2 separate regions of the Canis lupus genome follow, and region 2 is linked to region 1. The links are chromatin contacts, called in public Hi-C maps. All regions are on one chromosome and are shown on one strand. Each heading gives the region's core, a stretch centred on a gene start, on an enhancer-like site or on the middle of the called end of the contact. The rest is flanking DNA. Distances are from core to core; before and after follow the strand shown.

Region 1 (5,642 bases), core at 2,329-4,828:
TTCTAATCCTCAAAGTCACATTCAGAGCTTTATCTTGCATTGCCACACAGCTTATCTCCTAACAGATTCTTTTTTCCTTCTTCCTTATAGATAGGCTGAAAAGAGCAGAATCATCCAGTCAGAATTTCAAAGCAGAGGCAAGCCATATGGGCCAAGCTTTCTGTGGTTGGGCAGGATCAAGTTAGCCAGAGGTGAGGAGCACAGAGCTGGAATGGCCCCACCACACCCAGGTTGCCACGGACTCTCAGAGACACCTAAGCTGCTTCATTTGGACCTCAGCGGTGAGCGACTTTCTCTCACACATTTGTCTTCAAGAGTAAAGGAGCGTACACATGTAAAGCGTTTAGTGTTAGTAATAGTGCGCCAGTAAAAAGAATAAAGAATCAAATTGACAGCAGGGGAGGTAGATTCCAAAAAGTGCAGTTAACTGCCAGTAAAGCCACCAAGAAATCTTATTAGAAGGCCTTCTGATACAGCCATAAAGCTTACTACTCCAGCCTATAATAATTATCCTCAAAGTTTTTTTTTTTTTAATTTTTATTTATTTATGATAGTGACACACACACAGAGAGAGAGAGAGGCAGAGACACAGGCAGAGAGAGAAGCAGGCTCCATGCACCGGGAGCCCGACGTGGGATTCGATCCCGAGTCTCCAGGATCGCGCCCTGGGCCAAAGGCAGGCGCCAAACCACTGCGCCACCCAGGGACCCCTCCTCAAAGTTTTAATATGACAATCCATATTGGATTCTGTCAACTGGAGGCTCTCTGCCTATGAACCTGTGAGTTATTTTCGTTATGATGGCGGCAAATGACAGCTAAAAGACTCTGGGGCTAATAAAACAGATAAAAATGGGCTTTCAAAACAAACGTCCCAAACCACGGTCTAGCCATTCACTGGCAAGATAATAAGCACACACATACACACACACGCAATGACAGCTATCGGGTCAGAGCAAAAAGGGAAGGATTTAAATTAAAGGCAGGCAGGTGGACTTAAGTCAGACTTAAAGAAAAACCTTCTGACTTACATCACTAAGCACCTAAGGGAGGTGCTGAATCTATCTCCCCACAAGACAAAGCTTCCAGCTAAGTGTTACTGTGCTGCCTTATATGAGGAAATACTGTATACAAAACAGCATACCCAGGGGAAATAGCTGTTGACACAGAGCGCCAAGCTATCTTTAAACCAAATATTAATATTTAAAATAAGCATTGCAAAATCTTCCCTGTTAAGACTCATGAGCTTAATTTAACCTTTTACCACCTCTCATGCGTGGCACCATCAGGATTATTCAACCAAAGCTCACAGCTCAGGAAAGTTGAGTGAACTCCCTTCAGGAAGTGCCACCAGCTCTCAGGTCACTGGTAAGGACACATATACACACTGCTGCTTCCTACCTTTATTCAACAGACCTCCATGGAGGTTTTTCTAAAAGTTGGGTCTGCGTTTGGTACCAGGGAGCTACCAAAGTCTGGCCTCGGAGGACCTTCAGTCCAGTGCAGATGACAGTCCACTCAGTAAACCAAAAATTACAATACAGGGTGAGGAGTTCCTTCACTGCTACATTCTTGGGCTAATGAAGGACACAACGCCCAGCTGACTCTGTTAATTGTTTCTCAACAGTGGCTTTACTATAGAGTTGAATGGTTTTCAAATGTTCCCATTTCCAGTTCCTCTTAAACATAAAGCTTCTCTGTTGGTTCTCAACTCTGCCATCACGTGAGAACATTTCATTTCCAGCATTCCACAGCTCTACCAACATTTACTTACACTTCAGTCTGATAGATCACAATTAACCATACATTAGTTGTTAGAAGCCACCCACACTGGCCAGTGTAATTTCATGGATGGCCTTAGGCCTGCTTTTTATACTCAGGCTGGGACTGAGGTGGACTGCCCTTCAGGCAAAGTGAGGATGCTTCACTAGGCGAACACCAGAATCCTTCCCCTGCACCTTGTGGGCTCTGCCGCCCCCCCCCCACATCACCATGGGCCCCCCCACCTCCCACTCCACCTCACCCTCCCCTCCCACTCCAGCATCACCCACCACCTCGGCATAGCCTTCTTACCTCAGCATTCCCCCACCTCGGCATCACCCCCCTATCTCAGCACCCCCCCCCTCGGCATCGCCCCCCTACCTCAGCATCCCCCCCATACCAGCATCACCCCACCACCTCAGCATGGCCTTCTTACCTCAGCATTCCCCCCACCTCAGCATCACCCCTCTATCTCAGCATCCCCCCCCCCACCTCGGCATCGACCCCCCTTCCTCAGCATCCCCCCCACTCCAGCATCCTCACCTCGTCATCGGCCCCCTACCTCAGCACCCCCCCCACCTCAGCCTCACCTCCCACGCCAGCATCACCCCACCACCTCAGCACGGCCCCCACCTCAGTATCACCCCCCCTACCTCAGCAGCCCCCCCCACCTCCGTATCTCCCCTCACCCCACCCCAGCATCGCCCGCCACGCTTTTCATTCTTAAGCCACGAAACTCAGACCATCAACATACAAACCATATGGGCCACTAAATAATTTGTAAATATTTCAAATGTATCTCAAAACTGCATTGTCAAAGAATTATGAACCAGCCCGGCGAGATTTCAATAAACAGTTAACACAGGGCATCTCTACTGGGCAGAGCTGCAATAGGACCTGGCCTGACACCAAGACTCTCAAGAGACTCTTTTTCGGTCTAAGACAAACAGGTTTGGAAAAATCATCCCGAAATGCACAATTTAAAATTAGTAGAGCGGCTTAAGCAACCCTTCCTATAGCATTTTCAAATATTCAGACTTCCAGCACTTTCTGAAAGGAAGGGTGATCCTTCCGGTCCTGGTTCTTAAGTATGCCTTCAAAACGTCATACGGAATTCTCAAGGAGAATATTCTCAATCTGTTCAGAAGAGTGGAGAAAACGGTGACCCTCGGGGTTAAAAGTTGAGAGAGGGGCCCCCGCTCTGAGACTGGCTCTCAACACGTTCGCTACAGACTGAGAGGTGCCGAGGGGAACGGGGCTTCGAGAAGCGAGCGAGGACTCACACTCGGGGCCGGGTCCACAAGCCGGAGGCAGAGACGCGGGGCGAACGGCCGGCCGGGGACGGGGAACTGCAACTTCCCAGCCCGGCTCCGGGCGGCTCACGTGCGCCGGGCCCCCTCCCGCGGGGGCGGGGGCGGGGGCGGGGGCGGCTCGCGCGGCCTCCGGCCGGGCCCCCTCGCCGCGCGCCGCTCGGCCGCGCGTCACCCCGGCCTCCGCTCCGGCCTCCGCGCCAGCACCCCGCGAGCTGCGGGCGCCCTCAGTGACCGGCCCTCGGGCCGCGGCGCGCGGCACCCGGGACGCCTCAGGGTCTCCGCGTCCTCGTCCGCCCCCGCGGCCCCGCGCCCCCCCACCCGCGGCGCACCCCGCGCGCCGAGCGGCCTACGTGGACTGCGGGGGGGCCGGCCGGCGACGCGGGGGCAGGGGTCCCGGCCTCCCCCGAGCGCCGAGGCCGCGCCGCGACTGGGGGGCCCCCGCCCCGCTTACCTGCGGCGGCTCCGCTGCCGACCCGCGCCGGCGCCCGCGGGCGGCCGAGGGGAGGCGGCGGCTGGACGGCGCGCTCGCCGGGGGCCGAGGGGGCGGGGCCGGCCGAGGACGCGCGCGAGGCCCGGGCGCCCCGCCGCCGCCGCTGCCTCCGGAGCCGCCTGGGCCGCAGCCGAGCCGGGCGGCCCTCATGAATGGGACGCGGCGGCGGCGGCGGCGGCGGCGGCCGAGCGGCGGGCGGGCTGGCGGCGCGCAGGCCCCTCCCCGGCCACGTGACGCCGCGCTCGGCCGCCGCCTCCCGGCCGCGCGGCGCCTTAGCTGCCTCCCGCCCGGGCCCGGGCCCGCGCTCGCCCGGGGGCGGCGGCTGCGGCTGCTCCTCTCCTGCGCTGCAGGGCCCGGGGCCGCGGCCTCTAGCTCGGCGCAACGCCAGCCGTGCTTTTCTAAAAAAAAAAAGAAAGAAAAAAAAAAAAAGTTTCTGCTCGACCCCAAGGCAACGTTGCGGCGCGTCAGGTGGAACTTAGAGCCCGACCGCCAAAAAGAGAGACGGGCGCGCAGAGTATTAAAGTGTGAGAAAGGGCCGCCCGGGTGGCTCAGCGGTTTGGCGCCGCCTGCAGCCCAGGCCGTGATCCTGGAGACCCGGGGTCGAGTCCCACGTCGGGCTCCCTGCAGGGAGCCTGCTTCTCCCTCTGCCTCTCTCTGTCTCTCATGAATAAATAAATAAAATCTTAAAAAAAAATAAAGTGCAAAAAAAAAAGGTATACAGTCGAATAATGCTTTATAATCCACGTGTGACCACCAGGAGCCTGTCTGGGTACTCTCCACTGCTCCCCGATCCTATAAATACACTGTTTAAGGGAGGGATTGCCAAAAGCGTCTATGACTGCACGCTGGTTTTTATCTTTTTTGCGGCCTATTCTATTGTTAAGAGTTATGTATGGAAGTGCATGTCTTACTTCCAAATGTCACGTAATTTCTCAGTATGCATTCCGTGGATGATAATCCATATAACGTTGAGGATCTTGGAAAATAGGCATTTACATAAAGCTTCTGCCTAGGGAGCACGTTTCTTCCCACCGGCTTGGCTGTGCGGGACCCAGGAAACAGGCCGCCCGTCTCAGGGCCCCCGTGTGGTTCCGCAGAAGGAACGCGGCAACCACTTCCTCCTCTAAGTTCCTTGGCCTCTTTCGAATGCAGCCAAGCTTTGGCCCATCCTTAACCAAGGCCCTACTGAGACTACGTAGTTTCACGGCACAAGCCCACTAAGAATTGCCCTCTTTTCTCTTGGCTTGCAAGTGAAATGAAAATTTTAAAACACAAGAATTGGAATTCCTCTTCCAATATTCCAAGGCGTTTTAATCCTCTATGGAGAAGTGGAATTGAAGACAGAAAAAGAACTGGATCCTCACTTTCTACATCAATAAAATGGAAATAGTAATGCCTTTCTCACAGGATTGTTTTGCCTATAAAGTGCCTAATTTAGCTTGATGTTTAGAACCTGGAACATGCTGTTACTGTTTGCCTCTTTCCTTTCTTCCATTTTTTCCCACATAAGACTTTTTCCTGTTTCTCTCGGGCTATTTTTGCTACCTGCTGCCTTGGGAGGGAAATACTCTGCCAAGCTTCCTTCCTTCCTTTCATCATTCAGGAAGCCCTAGACATCCCCTCCCTTCCTCCAAACAACTTTAGATTTGTACCTCTGAATGATTCACATTTCTAATATTTCCTCATTCTCTGGTGTCTACCTAATTTACACCACGACTTAAGCAAAGTAGGGACTCATTAAATATTTGTTGCATGATATCCCTTCATTTCCTGCCCATGATGCCGAAGAAGTCTGCGGGGAACCACGGGGTGCCCACCTACTCCACTGGAATGTCAGAGGAAGGAATATCTTCCTTCACCTGCACCTGTCCTCTGGCCCCACCACCTTCCAGCTCCGTGGCGGACCTTCACTCTTCTTGTCTTCCCCACTTTCTCAACTCAGGATTCAATCCTTAGCTTTAGCAGGTTCAGACTTCTCCCACTACTTAAAGGAGGAGAAGGGGCAAGAGGAGGAGAGGGAAGGGAGGCTATCAACTTCTATCGCAGGTTCGCTCCCCAAGGCAGCCAAGCTACCTGGAAAG
Region 2 (5,642 bases), core at 2,151-4,650, 200 kb after region 1:
AGAAAACATCACAGATACTCAAGTATTGCTTAGTGATATGAATTTCTTACAGGGTTTTTAAAAGAATTTATTTACTTACTTACTTACTTACTTACTTATTTATTTATTTATTTATTTATTTATTTATTTATTTATGAAAGAGAACATGAGTGGACGGAAGGGGCAGAGCAAAAGAGAAGTAGGCTCTCCACCAAGCAGGGAGCCCAACGTTGGGTCTGATCTCAGGACACTGAGATCATGACCCGAGTCGAAGGCAGACGTTTAACTGACTGAGCCACCCAGGCACCCCTTACAGCGAGTTTCAATCAAGTTTCAAAGCCACTGTTCTGTACTTAAGACATTTCACATAAACTATCCCATTTAATCAGAAAACTCTATAAAGTAGGCAGGACAGATGTTATGCCCATTTTACAAATCAGAAAATTGGGGCTCAGATCAGCTGAGGGACCAGTTCTCAGTGTTACTTAGTAGGCTAAAGGAAGAATATGAAGTAGAACCCAAGTCTCTAAACTTCTAGTTACAAGGTAAAAAGGAGATTGTTACCTGAGAGCCAAGATCTCTTGTGGGGTTCAGAAGAATAGAGACACCATGGAGTCGTAGGTCTTTGGCAGTGGGTCCAATCATTAAAACTAGGTATCAATACATTAGATGGAAGTTTGAAAAACATTTCATCAAGATTTTTATTTTCCACACTGGCTTGCTAAGTTTTGTATACCCAGAGTCACTTATGGAATGAATAAATGAATGCACACTGACCACACAATTCTTGTTCATCTTCAATCACCAAGTTCCTCTGATCACCCTCAGACCATCAAGCATGTTCCTCCATTTGCTTGGAATCTCTTCTCTCTTTTCCCACTGACTTTTTTAATTCTTAATTTTTTCAATTTATTTTTTTAAGATATTTATTTCGTTATTCATGAGAGACACAGGCAGGAGAAACAGGCTCCTTGCAGGAAGCCTGAAGTTCAACTGGATCCCGGGACTCCAGGATCACACCCTGAGCTGAAGGTGGCGCTAAACCGCTGAGCCACCAGGGCTGCCCTTATTTTATTTTATTTTATTTTATTTTATTTTATTTTATTTTATTTTATTATTTTATTTTTTTTATTTATTATTTTATTTTATTTTATTTTATTTTATTTTATTTTATTTTATTTTATTTTATTTTATATTTTTTCCTAATTTTATTTTTTAAAGTAAGCTCTATGCCCAATGTGGGGCTTGAACTCATAATCCCAGATCAAGAGTCACATGCTCTGCAGAGGTGCCCTTCCCCACTGACTTTTAGAATCAGCTCTTCCATAGTTCTCTAGGGGCCATCTTCCACAAATTCCCCAGATGGGCTTATTTCCTTCTCCGTGTTCCTCCTAAAGGCCTTACCTAATTGTCACTGTAATGATCTGTTTTATAACTGTTCCCTAACACTCCCTGTGACTTTGCAACCCTTTCTACTCCATCTCCCTCCATCCCAGAGGTAGCAACTATGTCCTAGTTCAAAAAAGCATAAACCACCAATCCCACCACAGTGCTGAGAAATGCAGTTTCTGTGTAACACCTGTTGACTGAGTGGAAGGAAAGAAGACAAGGCAATCATCTGACACTATTGAGAACGCTACTGCTTCCTTTTGAGCTGAGAAGACTAAACTACCCATTTAAAGAAAAGGACAGTCGCTAGAAGGCTCCAGCGGTCGCTCCTCGCTCCGTGGTGGCAGGCCACCCCTCTGTGGAGGTATGAGTGCACTGCAGGGTGCTCACGCTGCTGCCCAAGCCAAACTTCAAAACCAAACTGCAGTCCCCCCACCACTAAGCCAGCCAGAGCTGGCCCTATCCCTGCGTCTTAAGCCCTAAGCTGTCTAGTTCTGTGTCCCCATGTGGTCAGAGTTACTCAGGACCCCAGCTAAACAGAGGGCTTCACGTGCCCTAGAAGATTCTGAACCATTAGGTTGGAGATAAGGAACCAGTATTTTGTGTTTTTAACCAGTACCCCCAAGTGATTATTATCAAAACTTTAGGAAACTAAACATCTTCCTGTCACTCACTCTATGCAATTAGGGCAGTTACTTATTTTTCAGTGGTTTTTACTTCAATGTTTACCGTTGGGATATGCTATTGGTTAACAGATAAAATGTTCCTGAGGTCCTCAAACTCTGCTTTATTAATATTCAGAATATGTTATTCTAGAGGTTTTACCTTCTTTTTCGGCAGAGTAACTCAAGTGAGAGGCAAGGAACACAGGGCCACCCCCAAGGTCAGAGAACTTCTGGCCACGAGCCAAACTAGGCACTGAACCTGGTCAGTGCTGGGACGGCCTGGGCGTTTATCAGATCCAACTCACTCCTGTCATAGTGGAGATCAAAGGAGCTGAGGTGACCAGCACCACAGTCTTTCTCACCAGGCTTTGGACAGAACTGGGGAGGTCTTTCCTTTAACAAGATTCCTGGTTAGGAGCTGCCCAAGGAGGGACGCCTGGGTGGCTCAGCAGTTAGGCTCCTGCCTTCGGCCAAGGGCATGACCCTGGAGACCCAGGATCGAGTCCCACATCGGGCTCCCTGCGCGGAGCCTGCTTCTCCCTCTGCCTGTGTCTCTGCCTCTCTCTCTCTCTCTGTGTGTCTCTCAGGAATAAATAAATAAAATTTAAAAAAAAATCTGTCCAAGGAAAAGAGAGCTGAGAGAAAAACAGGCACGACTTTTTCACTCCTATTTTCACCAAGTCTGCATCACACTGAGAGGTCGGGGCCAGGTCTCGCTGGCCGCCTGTCTTCCCTCCTGGTCAAATCCAGTCTCTCCTTGTTAATCGGAGCTCTCTCTGGTGGGAAAAATTCCCACAGACGTTTCTGAAGAGGGAGGAAGTCTTCCATCATTCGTGACCTCATGAAGTCCGTCTGGGCCAAAAAGATAGTGGCCGCTTGGCTGAGGGCCCCGAAGACTTCCGAAGTTCCGCTGCAGGGTGGAAGGGCTGGGACTCTTCAAGCCGACCGTACAGGACGCACAGATAACACCTCGGGCCCCAAGGCCTCACGGGGAGAGACGCAGACTCGGGATGGGCGGGGGCGGGGGGCGAGGGGAGGGGGGAGGGGTGGGGAGCCCCGCGCGCAGGCGCACCTCCGCCGGCTGCCCGGGCCCGCACCCGGGAGCGGCGTGGGGGCGGGTCACGTGGGCCGCGCAGCCCTCTCCGCGATGTCCCTACAAGGACTTGGGCTAGCGGGCCCCGCCCCTGGCCGTGCCCTGGAATGTGCGGGGAGGCCGACCAACGGGACGGGCTCACCCATTTTCCAACGGGAAAGGGGGGGGAAGAGAAGCTTTACGTTGAAAGAGGAGGTATAAAAAGACGGAAACTCAGCCCAACCATTACACGAACGGACCGTTACACACTCTTGTCTATTCTGAGTCGCCCGCTTTATACCCCTTCCCGTGCACTCGTTCAAAACTGCACCCCCCAAGCACAGTGGCGGCTCCCCCGCCCGTCGCCCCTCTACTAAGCCAGGCCCACTCCGTCGGCCGACAATGGTGACTGGGCTTCCTTCCGGCTTGCTGAGCGGAGGCCGGAAGTGCTGGCTTTAGGGGCTCCGGCGGTAGAGGGGACTTGGTGGCCGCAGCCAGGGCAGCCGGGGGGTCACCGAAGCGCTCCGATTCTCGCGGCTGTGCAGGGTGAGTGGCGCTTGCCGTCCGGCGCGTGAGGCCCACCCCGGGGACGCGTCTCCGCGGGGCGTCTGGGGGCGGGGGGCGGCGGCGGCCCCCGGCGGCCGGAGCGCACCTGGGCAGGTGTACTGGCGCGTTCCCGGGATGCGAGCCCAGGGGCCAGCTCCCGCATCGAGGCCACGCCCGGAAGTCCCGAGGCGCGAACCTTGTCCCTTTGCCCAAACTTGGAGCTCGGGGAGTAGGACTTAGCTCGCTGGCGCCGCGATCTTCGCGAGCAGCCGGGCCTGTGAAACCCGAGCCCCGCCGCGCTGACTCCTGCACTATGTTTAGTTTCTAACGTAAACTTGCCCGATTCAAGAGAGTTTGCGCAAAATACGAAGCCCAGCGTCCACCCCCTCACCCCCCCCCACATGCTGCAGCTGTTATTGCAGCTGTGTAGCTACGTTTAGTAGGAATAACCAACTCAAATTAGCAATTTTCTCAGCTCAGCATCCATTTCCATAATTAGAACTTTTTTAAAAGTGGTATTTGTCAAAGAAGGGTTGATTGAGGGTGTAGATCGCGCACCTTGAGAAAACTCCAAAATACAACACCATGTTCTTTTTGGGTGGAGACTTTGGGTCGGGTCATTTTTCCAGAATATTTCCTTTTATTTATTTATTTTTATTTTTATTTTTATAATATTTCCTTTTAAAGTCGGTGAGTGGGTGTATGAAAGAGTATACCATTTCTTAACAGAACTTTGGAACAGAAGTAGGGGTTCAGTTGAGATTTTAACTTAAATGCAAAATGCTTTATATATCAAAGTGAAGGAAGTGAGTATTTCTTAAAGTTACTACTATTTGTTTACTACTGGAAGACTTTGATAAAACTTTTCCATTTTCAACAGTGAGGCTTGATGTGATGGTCAGTGAGCCCTGACAACTAATTGCCTTTGTCAAGTGCTAAGAACTCTTTGGGTGTGGCAGTCAGAGATCTAATCCTACCTCCAACCGGAAGCTTGCATAGAAAATGAAGACCTAAAAAAAAAAAAAAAGAAAAGAAAAAAGAAAATGAAGACTTGGTTCATTTGAAAAGGAAGCACCAACCTGAAAATGTATTTTTAAAAAACTGGCTGGCACCAAAAAATCACATATGCTTAGCTTGAGGATAAAGTACATTGATTAAATGAAACAGCAGATTTGGTACAGATACTACATGCTGTCACACTACGAAGTGTTTTCTTTTTTTCTTTTAAGTAGGCTCCAGGCACACGGTGGAATCCATGGAGGGGCTTGAACTCAAGACCCTGAAATTGAAACCTGAGCTGAAATCAAGAGTCAGACATTTAACTGACTGAGCCACCCAGGCAACCCCACTAAGAATTGTTTCCTAAGATGGAAGTTTTTCCTTAAAGAATATGTCATATTTCCTATTTATTATCAGTTTGAGTGTCATTCCTGTAGGAAAAAAAAAATCTCTAGATTATTTTACATTTATTACCACTTTATAAATGTTAGATTCTAGGGCAGCCCAGGTGGCTCAGCGTTTAGCGCCTCCTTCAGCCCAGGGCATGATCCTGGAGACCCTGGATGGAGTCCCACATCAGGCTCCCTGCTTGGAGCCTGCTTCTCCCTTGCCTATGTCTCTGCCACTCTCTGTCTCTCATGAATAAGTAAATAAAATCTTTTTTAAAAAAATAAATAAGTGTTAGATTCTAGGATTTGTCCTAGAGCAATTTAATGTACTATTAGTATGTATGGATTGATCTTATTTTATAAATGAAACCATAGACTCTAGAGAGGCTGAAAACTCTTCCGGTTACCCTTTGATGTACGGGACAAATCTCTTTAAGGATCTTTATTTTTCTTCTACCAATTAATCTAGTGTAACATCTTCCTTACATGATTTGTAGCCTTCCTTTTGTCATAATCCTGATTTGAGTATCTTCCTATTTGGTCAACTAAAACACACATAAATTCATTGCTACCAACACTTACCTCCCCTGATTTAAAACAAAG

The links. Hi-C and Micro-C count contacts between places; a contact is called where the count stands out from the background.
Region 2: a contact with region 1 is called in a Hi-C map of blood, with 5 times the contacts expected there. The contact joins the promoter of LOC607207 here to the promoter of LPIN2 in region 1. A contact is called at or near these places in 5 of 9 Hi-C or Micro-C datasets (amygdala, blood and liver).

What each region holds. Positions count from the first base shown.
Region 1 is chr7:69,722,997-69,728,638 of UU_Cfam_GSD_1.0, forward strand. It overlaps LPIN2 (phosphatidate phosphatase LPIN2), which reads right to left and starts at 3,579. Exons shown (of 20, transcript XM_038543718.1): 1 at 3,523-3,579.
Region 2 is chr7:69,919,582-69,925,223 of UU_Cfam_GSD_1.0, forward strand. LOC607207 (myosin regulatory light polypeptide 9) reads left to right here and starts at 3,401. Exons shown (of 4, transcript XM_038543726.1): 1 at 3,401-3,651. LOC106559074 (a long non-coding RNA gene) reads right to left here and starts at 954. Exons shown (of 3, transcript XR_005362606.1): 1 at 544-954.